Regions from separate parts of the Zea mays genome. Here region 2 is linked to region 1. The links are chromatin contacts, called in public Hi-C maps. All regions are on one chromosome and are shown on one strand. The core of a region is the stretch at or near the end of the contact, and the rest is flanking DNA. Distances in the headings are between cores, read along the strand shown. Region 1 holds the start of LOC100191417 (Pentatricopeptide repeat-containing protein). Region 2 has its middle 5.0 kb from the start of LOC103631519.

Region 1 (3,187 bases), core at 191-2,690:
AAGCCTATGCTCATGCTGAAACTACCATTCATTCTTTCTTCCACTATTGTATACTCGTACTATGTTCTCTTTACCCATCAATTTAATGCATGTACTGCAGTGAAGTGTGTGCCCCAACAGAGTAGATTTTGATCAAACACTTCAGACTCTATTGCCCAGTATGTGGAATCTATCAGCATCTAATTCAACTGAACTATATCCAGGAAGCTTGTTGACTTTAAGTTCTTTCATGAATCCTCTTATTGTCTCTGCGTCACTATACCTCCCAGCATCTGAATATATGTTTGCCAAGCTCATATAGTAGCCGCTCTTTCCAGGAGACATGCCCATCAATCTCTTGGAAACCCATTCAGCAGACTCCATTTCTCCATGCACTCGGCAGGCTGCAAGTACACCTCCAAGCATGGCCTCGTCGGGCTCACAAGGCATTTCCTCTATGAGCTTCATAGCCTCGACAACATGCCCTGCTCTCCCAAGCATGTCAGCCATACAAGAGTAATGTTTCAGTTCAGGCTCAATGCCCGACAGTTTCATCCCCTTGAAGATAGCATATCCTTTGTCCACCATGCCAGAATGTGCACAAGCTGACAATGCCCCAAGAAAAGTGACTGAGTTCGGTCGGATTCCTTCGGCTGACATTCTATCGAAGAGTCCCAATGCAACATCAGAACGCCCATTCAAACCATGACCAAGGATCAGCGCACTCCACGAGATAACATCCCGCCTAGGCATCCCAACAAACACCCTCTGGGCGAATGCAAAGTCCCCACACTTGACGTACATGTCCACAAGTGCGTTCCCAAGGGGCAATGGCATCCCTAGGAACCTCCGGATACAGCAGCCGTGCACACTCCTTCCATGGCGGCGCCACCCAAGCTGTCCACAAGCGAGCAGCAGGCTGATCATGACCACCGCATCCAGCTCCATCCCTGCTGCCACCATGCTACCAAAGAACCGCATAGCCGCGTCCGGTTCCCCACCCTGCGCGTAGGCGGACAGCATAGAAGTCCAGAGGACAGCATCCCGCTCGCGCATTCCATCGAACAGCCTCCGCGCGTCGGGGAGGTTCGACAGGCCAGCGTAACAAAGGACGAGCGCAGACGCCACGAAAAGGTTTTCCTGGGCCCCGAGTTTGACGGCGAGCGCGTGGGAGGTGGAAGCTAGGCCCGCGGCGCCAGTGAGAGTGCAGGAGCGGAGCACGGGTGGCAGGGTGAAGTGGTCCGGCGGGATGCCCCGCGCGAGCATGTCCCGGAACGTGCAGAGCGCTTGCGCAGGGCGGCCGGAGCGCGCAAGCGACGCGAGGAGGGAGTTCAAGGAGGCAAGCGTGGTAGCGGGGCCAGGCGGCATCCGGCGCTGTTAGCGATTGCCTGCTGGGTGCTGCTTGCAACGCACCAGGGACCGCCGTCTCGCCTGCCGCGCGGCAGGGAGGTGAGCTACGCCGCCTACGCCTACGCGTTTAGCGACGAGAAGTGGACGTGGACCTATCTGCGAATTGCGACTGGGCTGGAGTTATTTGAGTGTGTAACAATCTCGTCCCGCGGCTTCGCCACTATATTACTCCGCGGCTGCGCATCGCCAATTTAGTATTATGCAGCACATATCTACGTCATATTAGGACTGTTATTCTCCCGAGCTCTGTTACCGTCTATGAACTATGGTAAAAGTCAAGTTTGTCCCTGCCGTAACCACGACGCAAGCAGCCCCTCCCCTGCTCCTCCTATCATCTTCCCCCAGGCGAGCTCCACCAGCTGGATCTCCAGGGAGCCCCTGCGACCTTGGTCATGGCCGACCTCCACTTCTCCCTTGGCAGGCGCTGCCCTCCTCTGGTCCGAGCTCGAGCAGGTGAGCTCGCCCCATGGCCTCGGCTCCTAGCTTGGCCCCTTGCTCCCTCAAGCCGGCAAACAGGCGCCCCTTCCCTGCTACAGCCGAGGCCCCTTCTCTTCCTCGTTCCTCCCCATCCGAGCAGCCTCCTCTTTGTGGGTGGAGCACAGCTCCTTCCCCTTCGCCCTTCCTCCCTCTCTCAGGCCTCCCTCGCCCACAGAGTCAGAGCGGAAGCCGCCGAGCTCGGAGCCCAGCACGCTGCACGCCGCCGCCGGCCATGTCGGTGGATACGGAGCGGAGCTCCACCGAGTCGTCCGCGGCCTCCAGGCTCGGCTACGAGGACACCACGCTCGCCCTCACCCTCCGCCTCCCGGGCTCCGACTCCGACCGTTCCTCCTCGCTCGCCGCGCCCTCCGACGCTGCGCCGTCACCCAAGGCGCGGGTGGTGGGGTGGCCGCCGGTGAGGTCGTACCGCAAGAACGCGCTCGCCGACTCCAGCAAGGCCAGCCGCGCAGCCAATTTCGTGAAGGTGGTCGTCGACGGCGCGGCCTACCTGCGGAAGGTGGACCTCCAGGCGGGTGGCAGTGCAGACGAGGTTACAGACGGCGGCGCGGGCACCTGCTGCTGGCAGACGGGGTCGCGGGCTCCTGCTGGCAGACGGCGGCGCGGGCAGATGTTGGCAGACAGCGGCGCTGGCACCTGGTGGCAGACGCCGGCGTGGTCACCTTAAGGCAGACGGCGGCGTGGGCAATAGATGAGTAGTCGCAATAGAGAATGGACTCAAACGGCTAGGGGTAGATTAGGACGAAGGGGTACATAAACTTCATCAACCGCAAGAAAACACACGGTAACAGAGCAGGGGAGAACAACAGTCCCAATATGGCGCGGATATGTGCTGCATAATACCAAATTGGCGATGCGCAGCTGCGGAGTAATATAGTGGCGAAGCCGCGCGACGAGATTGTTACAAACTCAAATAACTCACTGGGCTGAGAGCGTGGCGGGGCTCGCTGTTCGAGGCCTAAGTTTTATTTTAAAAACTAGTCTATCTTCCGTACAAACTCTAAAATGAGATATTTTACATTCCAAAATCTACCAGAGTAAAAGTGTTTTTTAAGGCGTTACATCCTTTTTCTTAGTTAAAAAAAATCAAACAAACACATGATAAGGTTTTGAACTTGGAAAAATATCTAAGCTTCTAAAAATTCAAAAAAAGTCTTTGAGATAAATTGGGATACAACAAAGCCCAAATAAAAAAGTTAAATATCATGAAAATATATTTAGTATCTTCCAAAATGTAATTTTTTCTCTTGGAAACATGATGTGGAACAAAAAAATAATGCAAGATACATTTAATTCTGATACA
Region 2 (3,172 bases), core at 397-2,896, 260 kb before region 1:
GCCATGCTGATTCCATGAAAATAAAAGTTAGTGATGAACTACCAGTGAAGCAATGGACATACTGTGATCATATGTCTGATTTACACAGTTCTTTCACATCTGCAAATAATGATATAGCCAAAGAAATGAATGAAGTGCTATTTAAATCATTGCCTGCTGATACATCTGCCCTTGATTTGTTGGCATCAAGTGATCTTCTTAGCCAACGGAAGATTGATTTGATTGGCAAAGAAAGACTTGGAGTACGTAAAACCAGGCTGAGGTTGAAAGAGCAGATTCTTACAATGAAGTTCAAGGCATATCGTCACTTGTGGAAAGAGGATGTACTCATGTACGGCTACTTTCTGCAAAGAAACAGCGATTGAAATCTAATAAGCGCATTGATCAGAATAACCGAACATCTCAAATTGGATCTCAGAGGCAACGTTTTTCTAACCGTTCACGATTAGCCATGCCTGGTCAGTATTATTTCCATTTTATATCAAAATTTGTTTTAAACTAATTCAGTGAACAACAGCTCTAGATGTGGGTGTCAAAACAAACTATCTTCCATGTTGGTTTATCAATGATCAAGTCTTGATTTTTTGGCGAAGTGCAGGACGCCGGCGAAGTGCAGCTCTAGATGTCGGCGAAGTGCAGGACACCGGTGAGTCGGTGCTTCTCAACGTGCGCGAGCTCGGCGTTCTGCTGCACGTGAGCCTCGGCGTCGGCGGCGTTGAAGTTGTCCTCGGGCTTGAAGGCGAGGTGCATGTACATGACGCCGGTGCTGCGGAGCACCTCGGCGGTGGCGGGCGCGTCGGTGGCGGGCTCGACGACGACCCAAACGACGGGTTCACCTCTCGATTATGTGTGTCCTTGATCTAACATGTAGCTCTCATGATATATACAAACCGTAGCAATGTGCAAGTATTGTACTATCATATATAAAAGTTTGTATGATATTAAAGGTTGCAATGTAGTGGTCCCGTTGCAACGCACGGGCATTCACCTAGTGATATATATAAAAGCATATCATGTATGTCATTATCATTATAGAATGATCTATAGCTTCTAAATAAATTTTATAGAAAGTGTGAATCAAAATAGAAATGAAGACAATTTTGTTCTGGTTTTACACGAACGTTTAGCAACCTGGCAACCTACGTCTTCATCTTATCGCGTTGCATTGCACGGGACGGGAATGCGATTTCTTTCTATGAAAGTAAAAAAGAAAAAAGGGCAGCAGCGCCGGTGTCGGGCTAGGGCCCCGTCCGGCCGATCGCGACCACGGAAGCGGTGAGCCAGGTCACACGGCGGAACGCCACAAATTTTAGTCCCGGTCCAGCTTGACGCGCACACACACGAGCGCAACGAGCGACACCGACGTCTCGTCGCGTCCGCACGGCGCGATCAACATGCGGAGGATTCGGCGTGCACCGCCCGTATGGTCTCGTCCCCTCGATCAAGGCCGGCGCTGGATCCAGGGGCGAGCCTCGGGACCAGCGGAAAGACACCAAGCAGGTCCGTGCGCGCCGAATCTGCCACGTCCGGCAGTCGCGCCGGAAAAGCGGGAAGGTCCCGGTGTCCGATCGGGATGGGACCGGCGCGCACCAGCGGCGACCAGACCAGACCAGACCACCCGAGCGCACCACACCGCCGGCCCGTGACGCTCGTCCTGTGTACGTACACTTGTAAAGGTGAAGTAGGCGCGTGTCCGGTTCTAATGATTGATGGGTGAGAGCGCCTGAGCTTGTGAACGGGACGACGGCACCGGCGGATCGGGATGACAGCAAACGGACCAGCGCACCAGCCTTCCTGCATGCCGGTACTGCTTGCTTGGTGCCCTTGGTCGCTGTCGCGCACATGCCGTCACGCACACCGACTGAGTGATAGTACCAGTAACTGATGATGCCTTTAGCAGCAAATCTAATTTGGTCATGCACTCAGCACCTCCTCGGTTATGCATAATTGTTGAATGATTGCTTCATAGGGTTGCAAACGGGTTTGATACCGTAACCGTAAGGATACCATCATTATTATATTTGTTTTTATTTTTCTATTTAGATTTAGATATAATACGGTAGTATTAGCTATGAAAGTACATCAATATCATAGACTCCGTTCTCGAATATTTGTCGTTCGCTAGTTTATTTTTAAACTAAGATACAACAATTAAAAAAAGAATGGAGAGAGCAGTATTTAAGTATTTTCGATAGTGATACAATACCGGATGTTGAATATTCGAACTCAGGTGACGGATCGATCTGAACTACTCGACGGCATTCATTCATAGTTTAAATAGTCAGAAAATATTGGTCGGGGTGTCCTACTCAGACGGTCAGATCACAAATCATGACAACCAGTATATAATGCCTTGCCACCAGTAGAACATGATCGGATCCCATGTTGAGTTCTTCAGCATTTCGAGATAAGATTTGACACACTATTGAATAATAATAAATCTAAGATAGCTGCCACATGAGTCATAGACATCATCTTTTTCTCCTGAATACCTGGTGGGACGGTCGGACCAGACAAAGGTCCGGTTATCTGACGACCGACCGACCTGCCTAACCCTGAATGTAGATGACCGCTTGGCTAGCACAGCTGATCCATGCGGTATGGGCAACAAGCCAAACCTATACGGCCGGGTGTCTGTCAGTTGGCAGGTTGAGCTCGATCGTTTCATTTTAATTGAGGTTTAGGACAGTAAGGTACAAGCCGGTCAGTTTTGTCTCCGCAACCAGGATGATATGCATAGTTGTTATGACATATATATCTCTATATCTATTAAACCACCAGTTTCAATGATCGTTCTGCGTCATCTTTTTTTTTACAAATAAATCATCACATCTATTTCAAATACATTCATCCCCTCCGCGCAACCAACCTCCACGTCTTAAACCAAACCTCCACATATAGATGCCCAAACGCTGACCGTGTCGGGCCGGCCCGTTAGACCATCGGTCCATTTGGTTAAGTCATCGTAAAATGTGCAAAAGCGGTGCAGAAAGTGGGGTTCGAACCCACACACGGATGGAAAAAAATGTAAGGGTAACAGACACTGGGTGAAGCCGTATAACCAGTAGAACATTATGCTTAGTTGTTTTTGAGAGCACCTAGAGGGGGGTGAATAGGTGATCCTGTAAAAACTTGAAACTTAATCCACAAAACTTGATTAGGAGTTAGCACA

The links. A called contact is a pair of places that touch in the nucleus more often than the background predicts.
Region 2: a contact with region 1 is called in a Hi-C map of bundle sheath, with 2.0 times the contacts expected there. The contact joins the enhancer-like site here to the promoter of LOC100191417 in region 1. A contact is called at or near these places in 2 of 25 Hi-C or Micro-C datasets (bundle sheath and tassel).

Annotation. Positions count from the first base shown.
Region 1 is chr6:157,594,694-157,597,880 of Zm-B73-REFERENCE-NAM-5.0, reverse strand. It overlaps LOC100191417 (Pentatricopeptide repeat-containing protein), which reads right to left and starts at 1,440. Exons shown (of 1, transcript NM_001136851.2): 1 at 1-1,440. The coding sequence starts at 1,347. The coding sequence ends at 142. LOC103631518 (auxin-responsive protein IAA1) reads left to right here and starts at 2,030. Exons shown (of 1, transcript XM_008652412.2): 1 at 2,030-2,551. The coding sequence starts at 2,099. The coding sequence ends at 2,551.
Region 2 is chr6:157,850,030-157,853,201 of Zm-B73-REFERENCE-NAM-5.0, reverse strand. No RefSeq gene overlaps it. Among protein-coding and RNA genes, the nearest start is that of LOC103631519, 5.0 kb to the left of the region's middle. Within about 2 kb of position 1,646, at least 19 of the 20 cell types and tissues checked have an H3K27ac peak or open chromatin away from gene starts, as enhancers often do. A contact at or near this core is called in bundle sheath and tassel, where this site is marked.